Linked DNA regions of Mus musculus: regions 1, 2, 3, 4, 5 and 6 are each linked to region 7. A link is a contact called in public promoter capture Hi-C data. All regions are on one chromosome and are shown on one strand. Each heading gives the region's core, a stretch centred on a gene start, on an enhancer-like site or on the middle of the called end of the contact. The rest is flanking DNA. Distances are from core to core; before and after follow the strand shown. Region 1 holds the start of 3110070M22Rik (RIKEN cDNA 3110070M22 gene). Region 2 holds the start of 4833420G17Rik (RIKEN cDNA 4833420G17 gene). Region 3 holds the start of Fst (follistatin). Region 4 holds the start of Hmgcs1 (3-hydroxy-3-methylglutaryl-Coenzyme A synthase 1). Region 5 holds the start of Nnt (nicotinamide nucleotide transhydrogenase). Region 6 holds the start of Zfp131 (zinc finger protein 131). Region 7 holds the start of Parp8 (poly (ADP-ribose) polymerase family, member 8).

The links. Promoter capture Hi-C pulls out the DNA fragments that hold promoters and counts their contacts. Capture Hi-C pulls out chosen DNA fragments and counts their contacts.
Region 1: a contact with region 7 is called in a promoter capture Hi-C map of pre-B cells. The contact joins the promoter of 3110070M22Rik here to the promoter of Parp8 in region 7. A contact is called at or near these places in 1 of 39 promoter capture datasets (pre-B cells) and 3 of 115 datasets of contacts at active chromatin or transcription factors (acute myeloid leukemia, large pre-B cells and pro-B cells).
Region 2: a contact with region 7 is called in a promoter capture Hi-C map of pre-B cells. The contact joins the promoter of 4833420G17Rik here to the promoter of Parp8 in region 7. A contact is called at or near these places in 2 of 39 promoter capture datasets (hippocampal neurons and pre-B cells).
Region 3: a promoter capture Hi-C map of embryonic stem cells shows a contact between it and region 7, with 6 read pairs. The contact joins the promoter of Fst here to the promoter of Parp8 in region 7. A contact is called at or near these places in 1 of 39 promoter capture datasets (embryonic stem cells) and 2 of 484 Hi-C or Micro-C datasets (both in embryonic stem cells).
Region 4: a promoter capture Hi-C map of pre-B cells shows a contact between it and region 7, with 2.3 times the contacts expected there. The contact joins the promoter of Hmgcs1 here to the promoter of Parp8 in region 7.
Region 5: a contact with region 7 is called in a promoter capture Hi-C map of pre-B cells. The contact joins the promoter of Nnt here to the promoter of Parp8 in region 7. A contact is called at or near these places in 4 of 39 promoter capture datasets (the C10 cell line, cranial neural crest, hippocampal neurons and 1 more), 2 of 484 Hi-C or Micro-C datasets (B cells and LSK cells) and 2 of 115 datasets of contacts at active chromatin or transcription factors (large pre-B cells and thymic regulatory T cells).
Region 6: a promoter capture Hi-C map of liver shows a contact between it and region 7, with 5 times the contacts expected there. The contact joins the promoter of Zfp131 here to the promoter of Parp8 in region 7. A contact is called at or near these places in 3 of 39 promoter capture datasets (the C10 cell line, hippocampal neurons and pre-B cells) and 1 of 9 other capture datasets (liver).

The regions. Positions count from the first base shown.
Region 1 is chr13:119,486,968-119,489,673 of GRCm38.p6, forward strand. It overlaps 3110070M22Rik (RIKEN cDNA 3110070M22 gene), which reads right to left and starts at 1,417. Exons shown (of 1, transcript NR_027974.1): 1 at 290-1,417. Tmem267 (transmembrane protein 267) reads left to right here and starts at 1,506. Exons shown (of 3, transcript NM_001177666.2): 1 at 1,506-2,027.
Region 2 is chr13:119,461,438-119,464,292 of GRCm38.p6, forward strand. 4833420G17Rik (RIKEN cDNA 4833420G17 gene) reads left to right here and starts at 1,322. Exons shown (of 13, transcript NM_001113550.1): 1 at 1,322-1,682.
Region 3 is chr13:114,457,682-114,460,381 of GRCm38.p6, forward strand. Fst (follistatin) reads right to left here and starts at 1,270. Exons shown (of 6, transcript NM_001301373.1): 1 at 821-1,270. The coding sequence starts at 905. The region is part of intron 1 of Gm41074 (a long non-coding RNA gene); the gene reads left to right.
Region 4 is chr13:119,689,084-119,691,858 of GRCm38.p6, forward strand. Hmgcs1 (3-hydroxy-3-methylglutaryl-Coenzyme A synthase 1) reads left to right here and starts at 1,268. Exons shown (of 10, transcript NM_001291439.1): 1 at 1,268-1,430.
Region 5 is chr13:119,407,935-119,410,634 of GRCm38.p6, forward strand. It overlaps Nnt (nicotinamide nucleotide transhydrogenase), which reads right to left and starts at 1,323. Exons shown (of 17, transcript NM_001308506.1): 1 at 969-1,323.
Region 6 is chr13:119,789,111-119,791,983 of GRCm38.p6, forward strand. Zfp131 (zinc finger protein 131) reads right to left here and starts at 1,622. Exons shown (of 8, transcript NM_001302548.1): 1 at 1,395-1,622; 2 at 1,039-1,177. The coding sequence starts at 1,162. It overlaps Gm46390, which reads left to right and starts at 1,161. Exons shown (of 2, transcript XM_017315657.1): 1 at 1,161-1,172; 2 at 1,263-2,579. The coding sequence starts at 1,161. The coding sequence ends at 2,432.
Region 7 is chr13:117,024,129-117,027,013 of GRCm38.p6, forward strand. Parp8 (poly (ADP-ribose) polymerase family, member 8) reads right to left here and starts at 1,403. Exons shown (of 27, transcript NM_001081009.2): 1 at 1,237-1,403; 2 at 1,048-1,149; 3 at 47-101. The coding sequence starts at 1,138.

The sequences.
Region 1 (2,706 bases), core at 167-2,666, 2.5 Mb after region 7:
AGGCAGACGAATTTCTGAGTTCGAGGACAGTCAGGGCTACACAGAAAAACCCTGTCTCGAAAAACCAAAAAAAAAAAAAAAAAAAAGAGGCATCATTTCCTCCCCTATCCAAACTATAAAAAGCAAAGCTGTATATCAAAAAAGAAAAGTGACCAAAGCAACCCTGTTGCAACCTAAATGATATAGGCTAGGTGTCCAGATCCGGTTTGTTTTTCTCTGTTCATACGCAGGAACTCTGAAGCCCACAAAGGGCAGCAGAGCAATCTCATGCCACAGACAGACCCGGCAGTTGAAGAAAAGTGTTTACTGGGGGTGAGGAAACACATGAGGCAGAGGCTCAGAGAAAAAGACCCCCCAAAACCAGAGCAGGAACTCCGGAAGCAGGAAAGCCGGGTCTCAGGAGGGTGGGGGGTGTTTAAACCCCCCTGAAGAGTCTTCCTCCCCTTGAGGGTTGGTCCACAACAGTTCTTGTCATGATCCAGCCTTGAACTTGGGCCAGTCCATCTATGATCGTCCCAACTACCTCACTAAAGTTAGCCTCTCCTAGTTGAGATATATCACTATGTGTCCAGCATATTTCCACTTGGTCAGTGCCCTTCAGTAAAGGAGCTCCTCTGCTGGAATAGTTCATCTGAAGCGATTCTGTGAGTGATTTTCTGACGCAGGGGGATGACTGTGGCCCTCTGCTGGAATAGTTCATCTGAAGCGATTCTGTAGCCGAGCCCAACACAAGGATTCAGGATGCATTGTATGAAGAGCAGTCAGTGTTCTTAACATCCCCCCGCTGACACAGGGGGATGATGCTGATTGAGTGTGGGGCAGGGGGATGTGGCTGTGTGACTGTGTGAGGCAGGGGGATGACTGTGGCCCTCTGCTGGAATAGTTCATCTGAAGCGATTCTGTAGCCGAGCCCAACACAAGGATTCAGGATGCATTGTATGAAGAGCAGTCAGTGTTCTTAACCGCTGAGCCTTCTTGCTTTGCCCTCGATGTCCTGAGATCAGCCGCCTCCCATCGCCCGTGTCGCCCCCGCCGGTGAGTAGCAAAGCCTTGAGAAATCCCCAAGGGGGCGGTGAAGCGCTGCGGTGCGTCTGGTCTGACAGGTCGCGCGATCCTGCATCGTCTGCCCTGTGGCGTCCACTGCAGGACGTTAGGAACGTCTGAGCCGTCGAGCCCCCGACCCACGGTGTGCCCTGCAGCCGGCGAGGGGCTTCTCCATCCCGGCCGCCACAGGTGAGCATCGTGGTGAGCGGGGTGACTCGATGAGCACAGACACCGACGGGACGTTTTCCACGTTTCCGTCCGGCTCTGAGGGCTCTGAGGGCGTGCAGAGCTCAGGGCGGCCACCGGCTCAGGCTCATCCAGCGAGCGACCCGCATCCCGGCGTCCGCGGGGACCCGGAGGACTCGGCCGCTCTGGCCGGCGGCGCGCGCGTCTCTATGGTGCGGCCGAGGGGCGGGGCGCCGTCGTCCGCCCGCCTACCGCGAGGCGCGCCGGGTGGAGCCGAGCCGCGGCTCGCCGGGCGGGGAGGGACGGCCGGACCGCGCTGCGTCCAGAGGGAGCCGGAGCCGGGCGAGGCGGAGGATCGAGTCCCGGGCCGGGGCTGCGGGCTCAGGGTGGACTCGAAACCTCTCAGAGCCTCACCCCTCCCTCCCTCCCTCCCTCCCTCCCTCCCTCCCTCCCTCCCTCCCTCCCCTGCCCTCCCTCTCTCGCCCTCCGACCCCGTCGACGCCGCTCTTCTCGGCTCTGCGCTTTTTCCAACCCGAAGCGAAGCGGGGAGCCGGTGGGCGGGTGGAGAGCTGAGGCCTCCTGTGCAGTTTAACAGTCGACATCGTAGAAATCCATTCTTTTTAATCTAAAACTTACTCGATCCCACGGACCTCAGAACAGCACGCGTGGAGGAGTCGGCTCAGAACAGAAACACGTGGAAACGCTTCACTGTCCATTGTATCTGTCGCCGTCACGGGCGCTCTTTCACACGCGGAGAGAGACCGGATGGCCTCAGAGTCACGCTGACGTGAAAAGAGGTTTGCGTCTGCTCCTTGTATTGATTATCAGCACCAGATCCGACATCTGCGTTTGATAGTTTGGCTCCCGACTTAAACGCGTTGACTGACACGGCAACCATAGTGTGAGGACCGGTTTGTAAAGCCGGATGAAGGCAGTTTGGGTCAGGGGGTGTTTTTGTGTGTTGTGATAATGTTGCTTGATGGTTCACTTTTTGAGACATGGTCTCTTTGTGCTCTTCCTGTTGATCTGGGAATGTTATCGGAGCTCGTGATTGTTCCCTGAGTGCTGGGACAACAGACCTGAATCCAGCACTCTGTACTCCCAAATGCCACACACACACACACACACACACACACACACACACATACACACACACACACACACATACACACACACACACACACACACACACACACACACATACACACACACACACATACACACACACACACACACACATACACACACACACACACACATACACACACACACACATACACACACACACACACACACACACACATACACACACACACACACACTCACACACACACACACACACACACACACACACACACACCGTGCAAACAACCACTGAACTGCCGAGGAGCCATTAGGTTCTGTTTAAAACGTTTCTAAGTGAAAGTGTCAGACATCCAGAAAAGTAGAGATCAGCGTGAAGACCTGTGGGCTGTT
Region 2 (2,855 bases), core at 72-2,571, 2.4 Mb after region 7:
CAGGACAACCAGGGCTACACAGAGAAACCCTGTCTCAAAAAAAGAAAGAAAGAGAAAGAAAGGAAGGAAGGAAGGAAGGAAAAGAAAAGAAAAAAGAAAGGAAGGAAGGAAGACTGTTATCTGTCCAAGGATGTCTTTACTTAAGATCATTCTTTGTATCAGTATATTTTCAAGTGATGGCTAATTGAAGAGTTAGATCCTGTTTTCCCAATCCCTTACTGATAGCTTTGCTTAAAGCTCTTGCACTAAACAAATATTCCTAATAAAGCTTTTTTGTTAGTTTGTTTTTTAAGAAAAAGTTGCCTGGAGATTTTTAAATTTAGAATCAGCAAATTTCTTCGAGTCTGGCTCCATCCATAATGACCTGGCCATACTACCTCAGGCCTCCTTCCTCCCTGATCATGCTTCAACCCCTTAAAGAGACATCATCTTTCCCTTGGACTGCTTGGAGTTGTAACAGAGCCTTGACCTTTGCTTGTACTTAGCAAGTACCTATTTAAAACTCCAGATTTGGAGCTCTGGCCATATGGATAATGTCCTTGTGGAGAGATCTGCCCCCCCCCCCTTGCTCTGAGCTCACCCTCATACTGAGGGCAATAGGCAGCACAAAGAGGTCTGCTTTACTACCAAGAGTGTCTTGTGGACAGTCTATAATCTGGATGCAATACTATTTTTAGGCAGGGCAAAGCCAGGAAGATGGTGAAGCACATCTTTAATCCCAGCACTAGGGAGGTAGAGGCAGACAGATCTCTGAGTTCGAGGTCAGCTGGGTCTACAGAGCGAGTTCCAAGACAGCCAGGTTTACACAGACCCTGTTTCAAAAACAAACTAAACAAAACAAAACCCAAAAAAACTCAAACCTCAGATTTTAGTGGAAGTATTTTCTCAGACTCTATTCTCTCATAGATCGCTGTGTTTTTTAGTTTAGGAACACTCATAACTAATAGAATATTTTGTCCCCCCAGTCATTCTCCAATCCCCATCCTGACCCCAGTGAATTGGGCTAATCCGCAGCGTATTTTGCTGACGTCGTACGCATGTCTAATGGCAATAGATTAAGAATTAGAAGACATTTTCTGGCACCTCTTAAAACAAGTGGTCTTTGTCTTCGATTACTTTTAAAGAATTTTAAAGCTCCGCTAACACCTATCCTGTGACAGTGTCGCCTGGTAAAACTGGTCTATAACCCTAATCCCCACGGAAACTCGGCGCTTCCGTGCCGACACTGAGCACCCGATACGTGGAGACCAGAGTCCAACCCGGAAAACCGGTCTTTTCCGGAACTGCTCTTTGCAATGGAAGAGGCGGGACTTCCGGCTTCGCTTTTCCGGAGACCGCCCCTTCCTCTCGGTGCGGGAGGCTCCAACTGCTGCCTCGCTTTGTGTTTTGTTTGTTTGTGTTTTGTTTGTTTGTGTTTTGTTCCTCGCGTCGCCGATGCTGCCCCAGAGGACTGGACCGGTGTTTCAACCGAAACACTTCTTGTATCCGTGTTTTTCCGTAGATGTGATTATTTTTCTTCCTCAAGAAATGCTTCTCGGTAGTTAATACATTACGGAAGGAACCGTGGAGAAGCGCTACGCAAACAGCACAGTTCGTGCCACTTGAGCAAAATAGAGGTCGGTCGGAGGCCGAGGTTGCCCTCCCTTCCAGGTGCAGAACAACTTCGCAGCCCACAGCCGCCGGTGAGTGTTGCAAGTTTGGCGGTGGTCTTGCTGAGGGTGTTTTCCCGCCCCCTTCTCTTTCCCCGGGTTTGTTTTGAAAAAAAAAACGAGCCTTCAACATGCAGAGGAGGGTTTTCGGTTCGTTATCCCCCAGACCTAACGTGTTGAATGGTGAGAGTGCAAACGTGAATAAAACGATGCAAAGCACCAATTTGCTCTTAAAATACCAGGTAGAGCTATGCGTGTGTGCACATACGTCTCTTCGTCTGTAATCACGGTGTTTGCTTATTGGCGTTGCAAGGATTTAAACAAGTGACGTAAAGCAGTTACTGTGGTCTTACCTGTGGGAAGTTAACCCGTGACGGCAATATAGAGATGCACTGAAGACAGACGAAATGGGAGAAAGATAGTTGTAGTAAATAAGAGTTCAGCTTCCAACAAAAGGAGATAAAGGGCCAAATTCAAGCGAGATTTTAAAAAGCAATAGAAAGCTAGTTACAGGCAGAAAGCATCGTGATGACAGTGGTGTCATCAACGCATATCGTGAACTCAAGGGGAAGAATTTAAATATTTATTCTTTCTGTATTTGATGAAAGTTTATTTGTCCAACAGCTTTCTTTGCCTAGTACTATTTGAGGTCCCAGTGATACATTTGTAAATAAGACAGGAGAGATCTGTTTTGTCTGAGTTTCTATCCTGGTGGGAGGTACTGATAAAGTCTATGAGGACAAAAGATATGTTAGGATAGCAATTATGGATGGAGTAGTTTAGCTTAGGTGATAAAGTTGGGCCTTGGTGCAAGTGGTATTTGTGTTGAGATGTGAGTTCTGATGAAGAGTTTGTGATATGATAAGCAAGGAGACGACAAGCTAGACAGAGAGAGCAGGGCAAAGTTCCTGAGATGAGAAACACCTTCTTTCAAGAGCAATCTCTACAAAGCCAGTGTGATTAAAATGATCAGAACAAGGGAATTAGGAAGTGACATTTGGAGAAAGTGGTGGGCTAGCCTGTGTGGCCTCTGCAGGCTGTAGTGTAGGACTATTGATCTAATTCTGTGTGCAAATAACTAGGATTAATGGGCTCCAGCTAAAGAATGGATTTAGGGGATGCTGCAGAAATCTGCTTTTGGTGGGAGTGCTTTTGTTATAGTTTAATCAGATTCTGTTTCTCTATGGAACAAAGACATAGAAGTCT
Region 3 (2,700 bases), core at 20-2,519, 2.6 Mb before region 7:
GTGAAGCTGCGGGGTTACCACTATTTTTAAAAAAGAAATCCAGCCTGGAGACTAATTGTAATAAAATCAATTCATTTTTAATTTTAGAAGATAAACTTCAGAAATTTGCTCTTTAATCCAGGTCGGAGTCTAAATAGCTTGTGGGCTGCTTGGTTCACAGAAGTTAACAGGAATGAGGCAAAGTGGAGAAAACTGTAAAGTACTTAAAACACTTCGGGCTAATAATTTGGTTTGTCTTTCTTCTTTTTCGCGGGGCTTGGGGGAAAGAGGCAGAAGGAGCATCCGCTAAGCGTAAAACTACCTCCCTCTAAAAATTTCAGTACCCACATTTCCAAGTTTGGGCAAAGTTTCTGAAACCACGTCCCCCGGCCACCCAAGAAAATTCGGTATCTCCCATCCCCCACCCCGTCATTTTTTTTTTAAAGAGTCTCCAAAAGATATGGAAGGAAGATGGATAGATTGCTAGTAGGTCGACTGTAATCTCCAGGCTACGGATGCTCGCCCTTCTCCCGAGCCAGCCAGGGGAGATAACATCTAAAGTCATTAGGACCAGAACTTGGAGCATCTACCCCTAACTACTGAGGCTCCAGCTCCTCCACTCAAGCCCTTTCCTTTTTGAGGGTAACCTGGCTCTAAACTCCGCTCTCTATCCTAAAGTGTCACTGCCTTCAGTCTTTCCCTCCCGTTCCGTTCTACAGGAGTAGCCGGGTGGTTCCAACATCTTCCGAGAGCAGCGTAGGTCAGAACAGACCAAGTGGAGACAGCAGAAAAGTAGAACCCCTGCCCCAGCCGAGCCTCTGGGCGCATCCCTTCCACTCACCCTGGGCGCTGCGGTCCTCCATGAACTGGCAGAGTAGCAGCAGCAGGAGGCAGAGCCCGCCGGGCTGGTGCCTGGCGCAGACCATCCTGGGGCAGGCGCGGGGCGAGGAGCGCGGCGGCGGGTGGCTCGGGCGAGCGGCGCGCGTCGCAGAGGCGAGCGGCGGAGGGCGCAGCGATCCCGGCGCAGCCCCGCGCTCGCCACCGGCCGCCCGCGCGATTCAATGGACGTCAGAAGCCGGGCGCAGCCGCGCTTTAAATCTAGACGGGGGTCTCCGAGGTTTGCGGTGGGCGGTCTCCCAGTGTGTGGGGCTGTGGGAGGGCGGCCGCGACCGAGGGTGTGCCGGCTCTTTGGGGGTGGGGAGCTTTTAAAAGTTCAGTGTGAATCAGGTGACATTTCCCACCTTCTGGAAACCCTTCCCAATTATCTGTCGGAGGTGCCCGAAATCAAAGCGGCAGGAGGGGAATCGCCGAGTTCTTATTTGCGTAGGAGCGGGAGGGGAGGGGGGAAGGAGGCAGGGGCGGGGGCTGGGGGCGACGCGTCGGGGGTGGGGAGGAACATCCACTTCAGTCCTGCACGCCGCCGCTCGGAGCCGGCGCGCCCGGGGTGGCGTGCGAGTGTGTGTGTGCGCGCGTGTGTGCGTGTGCGCGTGTGAGTGAGGGCGCTGGAGGAGGCGGCCGGCGGAGCGCGGGGACCCCGGAGGACCCCGGGAATGGGTCCCCAGCACCTCTGCTCCAGGGCTCCGGGATGAGACTTCTGCAACCCGCCGCAGGATCCCTGAGCTGCTTCAATGCCCGGGGGAGCAGTTTCAGGAGCCTCCCTGCAGAGCCTTGGCGCGGGGTCCCGGAGACGTTTTGTGTCCCGAGGTCTCTTACGTGTCTTACTTTGCGGCCACCCTGCCAGCTCCCCCGCCTCCCACTCCCTCCCGCGCCCCCTCCCCCCCCAGCCTGGAGTAGGTTGCTAAGAACCCCGACCCCCGGGCACCTTCCACCCGGGCCGAGCGCTGCGGAGACGCGGCCCTCGGGCTCCACAAGTCAGAAGCAAACAAAAATGTTTAACACCTCGGAGCCGGCCGCCCCCGGCAGTCTCGCCCTCTCCCTTTCTTTTCTCCCCTTTCACTTCGTCGCGTCTGGAGTCGCAGCCCCGAGCGGGGGCGCCGACGTAGGCGGTCTGCCCCCCTCCTCCCCCGCTCCGAGACGCCCCAGTTTCTGTCCCGACTCCTCTCTCTCTCTCTCTCTCTCTCTCTTATTTAAAAAAAAGATTGCACCATGATAATGAACTTCTGCAGCCTCAGTTTATTGAGTGCAATGCCTGGCATTCTTCGCCGAAAGTTGGCGGGTCTTCTCATTTATAACATTTTCTGGCACGGCTGAATGAAACTGAGGAGGCGATATTTCCTTTTATATAAAACGATTACTTCACGGAAAAGGCTATATTGTTTATTTCAAAGCTGCCTTTTAAATTTCTATTCTTTTCGCTTCTGAAGCCCGAACGACAACAAACAGCGAACAAAACAGACAAAATTCTTGGACATTCCCAGGTCATTGGGATTTGCTCTTACGGATTTCAAATTCGCCCTTCTTCTCTAGCCCCAGCCCTAGCGCCCCCCCCCCCCGGTCCTCCTCTCATCCTCCCACCCCCATCTTCCATCACCCTCCTCCTACCCCCTCCACAACTGCAAATAACTCAGTGATAACAGATTTTTTTCCACCAACTGCAGGAGATAGTGCTAATCTTTTAATAAAAGGTCCCATTACAATGGGATCTGTCTGGACAGACTATAATAGATCCCGAAATACAGCCGTGCTAATATTAGAAGACAGTTGTTTGGGTGCCTCTCAGACGGGCCCAAGCCCCCCTTTGAAAGTGGGCATGAATCACAA
Region 4 (2,775 bases), core at 18-2,517, 2.7 Mb after region 7:
TATACCTTAGTGGGTGCTCACAGCCATCCACTGGACTGAGCATAGGGTCCCCAATGAAGGAACCAGAAAAAGGACCCAAGGAGTTGAAGGGGTTTGCAGCCTCATAGGAGGAACAACTATATGAACTAACCAGTACCCCCAGAGCTCCCAGGGACTAAGCCACCAACCAAAGAGCACACATGGTGGGACTCATGGCTCCAGCTGCATATGCAGCAGAGGATGGCCTAGTCGGACATCAGTGGGAGAAGAGGCCCTTTGTCCTATGGAAGCTCTATGCTCCAGTGTGGGAATGCCAGGGCCAGGAAGCAGGAGTGGATGGGTTTGTGAGCAGGGGGAGAGGGGAGGTGATAGTGGGAGGGTGTTTTTCGGAGGGGAAACCAGGAAAGGGGATAACATTTGAAATGTAAATAAAGAAAATATCCAATAAAAGTTTTTTTTAAAAAAATGTATTTAATGATTAAAAAAAGGACGAAGAGTTAGTAATACAGTTCTGAACCTCAGTCATTCAACCTCAACAAAGCTAAGCAGTACAGTTTCTGTTTGGACCAAGTGCCAAAATAATAAATTAAAAAAAACAAACAAACAAAAAACGAAAACCAAAACAACAACAAACACTGATTTGTATAAACCTTCCTTCTCAGACAAGCCCTGCATCATTCTTATTCACTCCTATATCCTAAAATATCGTTTTTTAGGTTTACTTATTGTCTCAGTCGCAGTTTCTATAAAAGCCAAGGTAGTTTAAATTGGACACTTAAGAATACTTACAAATTTAGAAATTCTGGGTGAAGCATTATGCTAAAACTTGTGATGCAGATGCAATTTGCTGCTCTGGAAACTTAGAAAAGAGTCACGACTGAATTCAAATCAAGTATTTCAAATATTTTACAGGTGAAGCCGAGCTGTGGTTGCTAGGCAACCTGACAGCCTCCCAAGCGGGGGACCAACTCACCTCCCACCCTTGACCATCTCTCCCCAGGAGTGGGACGCCGAGTCGCCATTGGTCTCTATCTCCTCTCACTGACCTTCAATTGGTCGGAGAACCTCTCACTCCGCTCCCGTTGGCTCTCGCCGTCTCTCGCCGTCCCGCCATTGGCAGGCTTGTTCTCGGGCCACCCTACGTCACCGTCTCACCCCACTTCCCAGGTCCTCGGACTTTGTTCCCACCCCTTACCCCGCCCTTCCGGCAGCGAGGGAAAACCCTAGCGAGTCCCCGCCTCTCATTGGCTGAAAGCGGATCGGGGGGCGGGCGCTCCCGAGCGACTCTGAGTCCCGGGATTGGCAGAGGTAGCCGCTGTCCCGCCCTCTGTCCCCTCCCGGCGCTGCCCGAGTCGGGTGGGTCGGTGGCTATAAAGCTGCGGAGGGCGGGAGGCACAGTCTGCGGTCTCCTTGCTTTGCTCGTTCTTCTTCCAGGGTCTGATCCCCTTTGGGTGAGTGTCCCGCGCGGGGCCGGCCAGCCAAAGGCCGAGGCCGCGGGCGGCGTGTGCGGGGAGGAGGCGGTGTCCTTGACCAGGCCGGAAGGCTCTGCGCTCTGGTCTGGGCTAAGGCGTGAGCCGGGTCCCGGAGGATGGGGCGCTGGGAGCGAGCTTGTGTGGGAGCTTGAGGGCTTGGGGACTCCGGAGGGGACCCGGACTCCACTGTGCGCCGGCGGGACGCGCAGAGAAGGCAGAGGGCGTTGAGGGCTCCGTGTTCTGATGACATAGTCAGAAGCCGGAGTCGCCTTAGAGGTGCCTGTGACCACCGAAGTGGAGGCGTCGGCAGGGGATCAGAAGGGAGCTGGGGTGTCAGAGCGACCCTCGGGTTAATGGTGGACCCCAAAGGGATGGGGAAGCTCAGGCTCAGAGGGAGGGTTGTAGGTTGGCAGGGGGTGTGTCCTGCCTCCACTTACAGCATTGATGAGGGAAAGTGGGCAGTGTTACTTCTCCCCAATTCGGGTGCAAGAAATCACAATTGTGATTTAGACCTAGCCAAGGATTGATGGCCTGGACCCCTTTGGTACGTGGCTTGCTGAAAAGCAAAGATTAGTGAGCTCGGCACCTCCCCCCTTTCTCTCCCCTCCCTCTCACTTTTCCCCTCCCCCTCCCTTTCTGCTAAGATGTTCTCGTCTACTACTGTTAATAACAGCCAGCCTTAAGTGTTATAAAGATGTGATGGCCCAACCGGCACACAGACTTTGGTTTAAGTCATGGAAGTTTCAAAGCAAGGTGTATGGAAGTCTTTGGAAACATGACCTTCTTTGACCAGTGGTAGGGAAAGAATTGCTTGGCAACATTCTGGAGGAGGGAATTGGGGAGTAGGTGGCAGGAGGTTGTCCTTCTTGCCAAGCTTGCCCCTGTGGCCTTGGCCTCAGGCCATCTCTGCCTGTTTTCTCTACCCACCTCTACTGCAACCTCCCTCCTGCTGGTGCGATGGCTGCTAACCTTTGCTGTATTTTAGGGTTGAATCTTGAGAAGCAAGGGCATGCCAAACATTAACAAACCAGACTACTCATAGTTACAGATTTTTTTTTTTCCTTCCATGCTGTGGTTTAAATTTTTATTGTGCAGATTCCATCAGACTGGAGACAAGGCTGAAAGTCCTCCACAGATATCTGCAAGTGACTCTCTGCAGGTTGAGCCTTCTCAACAGTGCATGTTCTTTGGTCAGACTTTTAAAGTTTCAGTTAGTTTTGCATGGAGATGGAGAGTAAGCATAGCCTGTCTCGTGAAAAGAAAGAGAGGCTGTCTTTTTGTGGATGTAGCTCTCCTAAATTAGCAAAGTTTCCCTTTAGTGTAA
Region 5 (2,700 bases), core at 73-2,572, 2.4 Mb after region 7:
AAAAAGGGGGTTCAGTGGGCAAGCAAGCCCCATGCCTCCAAAGTTTTCTAAGGACTGCACACTACCGTAGGACAAATAAAGGGCACCTGCAAGCATAAACAAAGTCATGCTTTTAAAAGCTAGGCATACCAACAAGGACACAATACCCTATCCTGGCAGGCAGCGTGACCTCTCCCAAAGCCACTGCAGCCATGGCTCCTGTCACAGGTGCTGCCCCTCCCTCAGCAACTAAACTGCCACCCTCTGGCACGTGCAGCTGGACCGCTATTTATAACCTCCTGTGGAAGCCCATTGGCTCTGGCTACATAGTAGTTATTGTGCCTCTCAAGTTTGAACCAGCTCTGGCCAGAACTACACCCTGACCTCTAATAGAGCCCACCGTGACTTACCAATCCAAACCCCTTTTTCTCAGTATTCAGAAACTACCACCAGTCAGCCCGGACCTACAGTCACATCTTTTCCTATACACCTAACTGGACACCCCGCCTGAACACTCTCAAAGTTCAAGTACAACTTAGGAGCGCCCAGCTGTCATTCTTCTAGGTAAACCATTCATCGAAAGTCCTCTACGACCTCTCTTCCAGTCCCTCTAAGGGCCAAAATGACTACGTACAACTTTTGCAGCCCTTGCCCCCACCCCACCCCCACCCCAGGATCCAAGATCTGCACCTGCACAGCTGTCACTTGCTTACTTTGTCTTCTGCCGGGACTCCGTTCCCACCTCTACCCTCTCACTCCTTTCCATGTCACCCCAATAGAACGCACACACAAAAGGAGCCCCGAGGCATATACCGCATTCCTTCTCCGTCAGTCTCCTGCAGGAGCCTCTGCGCCCCACTTGCTAGACACAGCCGACCCCGCCCCCCTGCTGCTCTCTCTCGGGTCCCCTTCGCCGAGGGACCGGGGATCTGCGCTGGCTGCCCGCCTTTTCCAGCAGCCCCTAGGCGCTGCAGGGCTGGTTGGCTCACCTGGACCGGCAGGCGGGACAGATGGCGACCCCGGGCTGCGAGCAAACGCCACGCCGAGCTAGCAGACCCGGGGTTGGCCCGCGGCGTTGTGCCTCCAACCCGGAAGAACAGCCCCAACTTTGAGGCGGCGGCGGCGACCACGTGACACAGGGCTGCCTAGACCCGGACCCGCGCCCCCTTTCGGCACCCCTTCTCCCCCTCCCCGAGCCTCCTGCCAAACCCGCTTGGCCCGATCGCCAGTCTGCAAAGGAGAAAAAGACTCCACCAGATGCACGCTTACAGCGCAGCAGCTGGTCCCCTCCGGGTGGCCGCTGAAGCCCCTTTGTCTCTGCCAGGGCCCCAGGCCCGCAGCCCCGCCCCCTTGCTCTTGCTCAATCGGCCTCTGTCAATCAAACCCGATGCCAAGCACTGCAACTCAAGTTTTTAGGAATTCGTACCTCTTCTTTCCCCCCAGGAGACTAAGTTACAAAGTGTGATTTCCTCACCGGTCTCCCAGCAGAGCAAATAAACGGATACTATAACTCCACTCTTGGGCCGGACTTTTCCTCTAACTCTCTAGGAAAAAAAAAAAAAAAAAATCCGAACTTCTGTAACTGGAGAAGACTTAGGCGGGAGGAAGCCGAGGGCGGGAATGGGGGCGTTGTTTTTCCATTCTGGACGGGGGTGGGGTTAAATTCCTCACAAACGAAGTCAAGGCCTGAAAATGAACACACACATGTGCATATTTGGCTTCAACAGCGAGGCCAGCCAAGAGGAAACCCTGCGCTACTATTAACATAGGCAGTGTCTAGAATGTAATTGTAGTTGACGTCCCTGTTAAGGTTCCTGATTAAGGAAATCAAAACATAACGACCTAGTTATTGGTTAGTGATTAGATTCTGTTACTTGCTCTGCAGGTACACTGATTAAACTTACCCAGCGCTGAGTCTAAAGGAAACGTCAGTGTAAGATTGTTTGTTTGCTTGCTTGCTTGCTTTTAATTTTTTTTTTAAGATTTATTTATTTATTATATGTAAGTACACTGTAGCTGTCTTCAGACACTCCAGAAGAGGGCGTCAGATCTTGTTACAGATGGTTGTGAGCCACCATGTGGTTGCTGGGATTTGAACTCCTGACCTTCGGGAGAGCAGTCGGGTGCTCTTACCCACTGAGCCATCTCACCAGCCCCTTGCTTTTAATTTAACTGAAATATTTTAACAGGCAGAAGAAAAAAAAAAAAAACAGACATTCAGTATCTTTTAAAAATAAGTGAACCACAGAGAACCCCTTATTTAGAGAATGCCTTGTGTTTTATACAGCAGAAAGGGTCATTGGGCTACTGGACTCCGCACAGCAATCTGGAGTAAACTCTTCCGGTGGCAGAAGAACTGGAAGGCAGGAAAGGACTCGGCCCGGTGTTTTAAAATAATAATCGTAAGTCAACAGATAGTAATACTGCAGGTACAATGAGGCAAGTCCTTAACCATTTTAAACTCTTTTGTGCTGCGGACTGTGTGGTAAGTAGTTCGGAGTTCACGTGCAAGGCTTTTCTACAATCAGCAAGTCTAGCCTTGAAGGGCATCTGCCTTCATACTCTATGTTTTCCAATGCTTTCTTTCTTAGTGTTGTTTTTGTTACTCCCCCTCCCCTCATTTTGAGTAGCATTCCCCTGTCCTGCTCCTTCCTCTGCCTCCTACCTCTCTAATGGAACTGTTCCACAATCATTTTTACACAGTGTTCTACCATCCCTCCT
Region 6 (2,873 bases), core at 372-2,871, 2.8 Mb after region 7:
CAGTTTCTGTTCCATTCAATTAAGTAGCAACCTACATTTAAACCCACTGAAACAGCTAAATATGGGCTGGAGAACTGGTTTGGTGGTTAAGAGCATCAGCTGTTCTCCCAGGGAAGCCGGGTTCAATTCCCAGCACCCACAAGGCAGCACACAACTGTCTGCAATTCCAGTTCCAAGGGACTTGACACACTCTTCTGACCTCCTCGAACACCTGTCATGGAAGTGGTGCACATATATACGTGTGCAGGCAAAACACTCGTACACAGAAAATAAAATGAAATAAAAGTTCTAAATATGACAGTGCAAAAGTTCACGTATCATTTAGAAAGGGGTGGGGGAGTACAAAGCCAGTGTGTTTGGTACAGGAAATTTTTCAATATGCCTAATATAGCTGTAGGCACAACACACCTACAAACTTTCATTATAAGGAACATCTTGTCTAGAAAGCCAATGTTCACTAAAAGGAACCCTAATCTGGATTTGCCTATACAAGCACGACTAGCAGATTCCCAATTTATTTTTTAGTCACTCACAGTGGGTATGAGTGTAGCCCCAATGAGTGTAGGTGGTTTCTCATCCACTTTCCTTTCCACACCATTTTGGAAAACTAGAATGAAAACTTCCCAAATGATTCTTGTGCTGGACTCCTCAAAGCAGCTTGCTAAGAACGGGCTTATTAACAAAAAACACTGAGACCGCCTCCTTGTTGCCTCCTTGTCTGACCAAACGTTTTGAGGTATCTTCTCTCTCTCCTCCGGGCACCTATCTAACGAGTGTGCAATTATAAAACTTGAGCATGCAGCAAGAAGTTAAAATGTGATGATGCATATCAGACTAGGAGATTAAAATCCAGACTAGCCAACCAGCTTTCTGCGGCATGGTCTACGTGAGCAGCACTGACAGGCGCCCTCCCGGGTCTGATGCAAACCCTCCACCGACTTTGGAAGAGAGCCCGGAGAGGGTGGGTACAAAAAGGCGGGCAGCGAGAGAGAACTGAAGCTCCCCATTTTTCCTCCTCTGCCCACTACCCCGACCCACCGTCGACAATCAGGGTGATGTCCGTAAACCGGTCCTGCTCCCGTTGTTCATTCAATCGGTCCAAGATCATTTTATGATGTTCAGGAAACTCCTGAAGGCATTCCATCGTCTCTTCAGCCTCCATGGCCGTCGGGGTGCTCTACAAAAGAGGAGCATGATAATGTACACCCATGAGCTCGGGCTGACACAAAACCCCTACAACAAGAAACCAAACCAAAACCCAGGTGCCGGGTGGAGGGGGAGAGAAGGGGGAGGGGGAGGCCGAGAGCAAGGCTGGGGAAGAAGAAAGGCGAGCCAGCCGAGCGGCCGCCGCGCGTCGCGGGCCGGAGCCGCGGCCGCGGAACTCCGAGCCTGACCTAATCGGAGCCTGGAGACGCGAGCTGGAGCGGGGTGGGCACAGTGCCGGGAGGCTCAGGGACGCCCGGGAGCGCAAGTCCGGCCGGGGAGGACCCCGAACAGCCTCGGCGGCCTCCCAACGGCCCGCCGAGCCTTCCGCCCGGCCCAGGCTGCGGCGGCCCCGGCCCCGGTCCGGCCCGCGGCCCACAACGACTCCCCGGGTCGCCTCTCCCTCCGGCGCCTCTCCCTCCTCTACCCCCCCCCCCCCCCCGCCCCGACCCGGCCGGCACTCACTCAGGGAAGGAGGAGCGGCCCGGGGCCTGCGCGTCACTTACGTCGACGTGCTGCGTCACCACGCCGGACGCGGACGCACCCGGAGCGCCAATCCCTGCGAAGCCTGGCCACGCCCCTGGGGCCCAGTAAGGAGGGGAGGGGGGAGGGAGCCCCCCCGGGGGGGATTCGGGGCTCCCCGCGCGGCGCTTCGAAGGCTTCCGTGGGCTCTGCTGCGGCTTCTCCCAGTAGAGCAAGGCAGTCTGAGCACCGGGAAGGCTGAGGCCCTGGCGACGCTGCGCTCCGGCAGCCAGCCCGCCCCCACCGGGCCCGTAGCTGCACTTCCGATCGCGAACTCCCGGTGGAATACCGGCTCGGCGGCCCGGGACGCTTATATCCCGCGGCCCCGCCCCGCCCCGCCCCCTTTCCGGAGCGGAGGTGGGCCCTTACCCTTACCTAGCTGGCGCCGGGGCCTCGTGCCTTTCTTTCCACGCTCTCTAGTCCCGTGGCGCAGCTGCTCGGGTACCCAGGCAGCTCCTCGCTCTCCATCTTCACCTCCGCGGCAGGGACGCTCGGACGATCAGCTAGGGGTCCCGCCGACGCACTTGCGCCCTGGGCTCGGCGGCCGCGGGGACGAGCAGGCTCCGGCGCCGGGGATCTCTATTTCTCTCTCTGTCCCCGATGTCTGCCCGGCGGTGGCAGCACGTGCCTGCAGACTCACCAACCCGGTCAGCCTGCAGAGATCCAGTTGTGATTCCTTCATCCCAGCTCTCCGCACCCGCCCCTAAAGTGGCTGGGGACTGCCACTCAGTTGCACGTGGCCGGCTCACTCATTCATCCCAAGAAAGGCTCGTCTGAGGGCAATGCTCTGATAGTTAATGGGTACTGATCGGTAATCTCAATGAGTTGGACAATAAAGACTAATGGAAAGTCCAGTCCTGTGCGAGAGTGGATGTATTCACTTCAAAAGTTTTTGAGGCAATGCCATTGTAATTGTTTTAATTGTAATTGTTTTAAGAAACGGGGGGGGGGGGGCGCGGAATTGGGCGAGAACACGCGCTTTCTACATTCAGACTTTAGTCTGAGCGGAGGTTCAGGTCTGAACAGCAGGTCGGTATTACGAACAAGGTAATCTGGAGAGTCCAACAAAGCGGTGTGAGTTGGAGCCAGACATAACACAGCACATGCAGCCTTGAAGGTCACAGTGTTCCTTTTGCTGGGACAGGCAC
Region 7 (2,885 bases), core at 153-2,652:
ACAAGCGTGTGAACAGGAAATGAAGCAACTCTATACACATAAATACCTTTTGGGGCCGCCAACGTAGGTGAAAGTAAAGGTGGAGTCTGAGTATCTGAAATCTGAAACGGAAAGTCGTGTTATAAGCCACCCCATGTGTTGTTTTTAACCCCAATTCTGTCTTGAACCTACACTTTTGTGTGAGCCTAGGAGGCCCGATGGGGAGGGAAGCAAAGGCTGGAGAGCTAGGGGCCGCCAGCAGGGTGGTGCAGGAGGGGATGCGGAGCACCCCGTGGGGTGCAGCGGGAGGCCGCCCCCCGCAACAAGTGCCGGGTGCCATGGCAACAGCGGGAAATTCCCAGCCAAGCAGCCGGAAGCAGCCCCTGGCAGGCTTCGGGCTGCGAAGCCCGAACTGCCCTCGGCCTTGGATGGGGGGGTGGGAGGACGGGGAGCAAAGATGGACGCAAAGCGACCCCCAGGTTGGGCCTGCGTAGCTCGGGAACCCCGGGAATCCATCCATCCCTTCCCCGGGGCGGTGTCCTGCGCGCTCGCCGAGGAGCGGGTGCAGCGGAGGGGGCGGGAGCTCGGCCCAGCGCTGCCTTCTCCCGGGGCCTCGGCGCCTGGCGGGAGCAGCGCAGCGCAGCGCAGCGCAGCCGGTCCCTTCCCGGCCGCCGCCGCTCGGCCGATGGCGCAAAGCCGCCGGGCTCTAGCCCGCCCCGCTCGGCCACGGCTGCCGAAGCCGGGAGGCAAAGCTCGGATGCTCTGGGCACCGCCAATGGCTGGAACCCAGCGCCCGGCCCCTGCACTCTGATCGCGCGGGTCCTGCCCCAGGAGCCGGAGACTGCCCTGGCCTGGTGGGGTTTTTTGGGGGGGAGGGGGGTGGCTCGTGCCCCCCTCCTCTTTGGGTTTCAGCTCACGCCGCTGCAGCTATTTCCAAATGCACCCGGAATGGGGACTTGCCGCCCCACACTCCCAAGCTACACGCGTCGCGGTCAGAAATCTGGGCAATGGGGGTAGACAGAGGGGAGGCTGACTCCTGGTCCCAGGATCCGAGAGGCAAGAACTCACCTGCAAACAGGCAGTCTTTCTCGGCTCTTGACTTCTGGATCACGACGTCGATATCCTTCTGAATTCTCTCTTGCCTTGAACACATCCCCATTAAATAAATCCCTGGAAAAGAAGCAGCCGCTATTTCCACTCCACCCCACCCCCCTCGCACGCTTCCAGCTTTCGTAAATATTCAGTTAAAAATGAAACCTCTGGCCGAGGCAGGGGCTGAAGGCGAAGTGGTTTCGGAAGTGATCCCGGGTGAGAGAGGAGGAGGAGGTGGAGGAGGAGGAGGAGGAGGAGGTCGGCTTTGCATTCCCAGATGTGACCGCCCAGCTGCTGCTCGCCGCTGCTGGATTCCAATTTCCTCCTGTTCTGACAATGGATGGTGATGACACGGAGTCTCACTTTCTCCCTCCCCCCCCACCCCCGCCCGGACTGACGGCCGTAGGAAAACGAGGGGCCCGAAGGGGGCCGGGGACCGCTGGAGAGCGATCGGCAGCTGTGGAGCGGCAGGCGCCGGAGAGGGGCGAGCCCCGCTCCGACTCACGCGCGCACACCCCTCGCGGCCCGCACGCCGGCCTTCCCACACCCGCGCACACTCGCGCCCGCGGGCGGCGGCCGTGCCCAGGCTGCTGCAGCGCCGCCCGCCAGCCGCAGACCCTCCCGCACCCGCCGCGGGTCACCGGGCCCGGCTGCGCGCCGCTGGGGCTTTAATAGTATCCGCCATCCGCGCAGGCTGGATTTCCCCACCCCCGACTGCCACTCGAGCCGGGAGCTGAGTGACAGTGTAGGTAGTGAAGACTCCCTGGAGCTCCCAGCCTCTCCCGCACCACCACCACCACCCCTCCTCTTTCCACCACTTTTATGAATTCGACTCCACTTTCAGAAGGAATTATGAGTCATATGGAAACCCAAGCCGGAGTGGCTGGGAGGAAGAAAGAGGGGGAAAAGAAAAAAAAATCTTTACGAATTAAAAATAAAGTGAACAAGTCTTTCCTTGTAATCACATCAGGCAAAGGGAGAAAGGCTGGAGATCACTCTAGGAGGACTCTCCCATTTCCTTATTGCCTTCTTTTTTGGTGGTGAGGTGATGGGGGTTCTTTTATTGTTTTGCTTTGCTTTTGCTTCTCAGGGTGGTTTGTTTGTTTGTTTGTTTGTCCCAGGTTTGAGAAGCTCTTTTGAAAATGAAGCCCTTTCTAGACTCCAAAGACTCTTGTTCTTCCTTTCCAGCTCTGTTCATAAGAAATTGGCCTGAGGGGACTCCCTAAGTCAGGGATACCTGGCTTGGGTCTTATTCAAAACCTCAGCCTTCTGTGGGCTGAGGCAAGGGAAAGTTTCTCCAGCCCTAATACCTTGCGCAACAAGGAAAACCATACTGTCCGCTCTCTATTGCCCTGCTTTAAGCTTATGATGGTTGGTCCACCTTTTCTGCCGCAAGGAACCTGAACCCGCTCCACCAAGCTCTTTTCTTTAGCATCGTTTCTGAGAAGTGTCCCCCAGGCAGACCATAGGTATATTGTTTTGCATTCTAAGACCAAGCAGTGTCTGGAATATAGGAGGTGTTATCAATCATGTTGTCCGGAACCTTTTAATCTTCCCGATAGGAATAGTGAGTAGGGGAAGCTTTTCCTGTGCTGGCAAGCCTGAGTCAGTACCCTGGAGCCTAGGGGCTGAACAGACACGCCCAGAAGAGTATTAGAATTTCAAACCCTTTTCAAGGCAGAGACTGACTGCTGGAAACACTCAGGCTGGAGGCTTATGGTATATATCCAGCCTTTTAACATCATCTGTATTCTCACGCTTTTCCTCTTGTAATCCTCAGTTTCCGACAGCCTTTAGTGACGGCAGAAGACAGC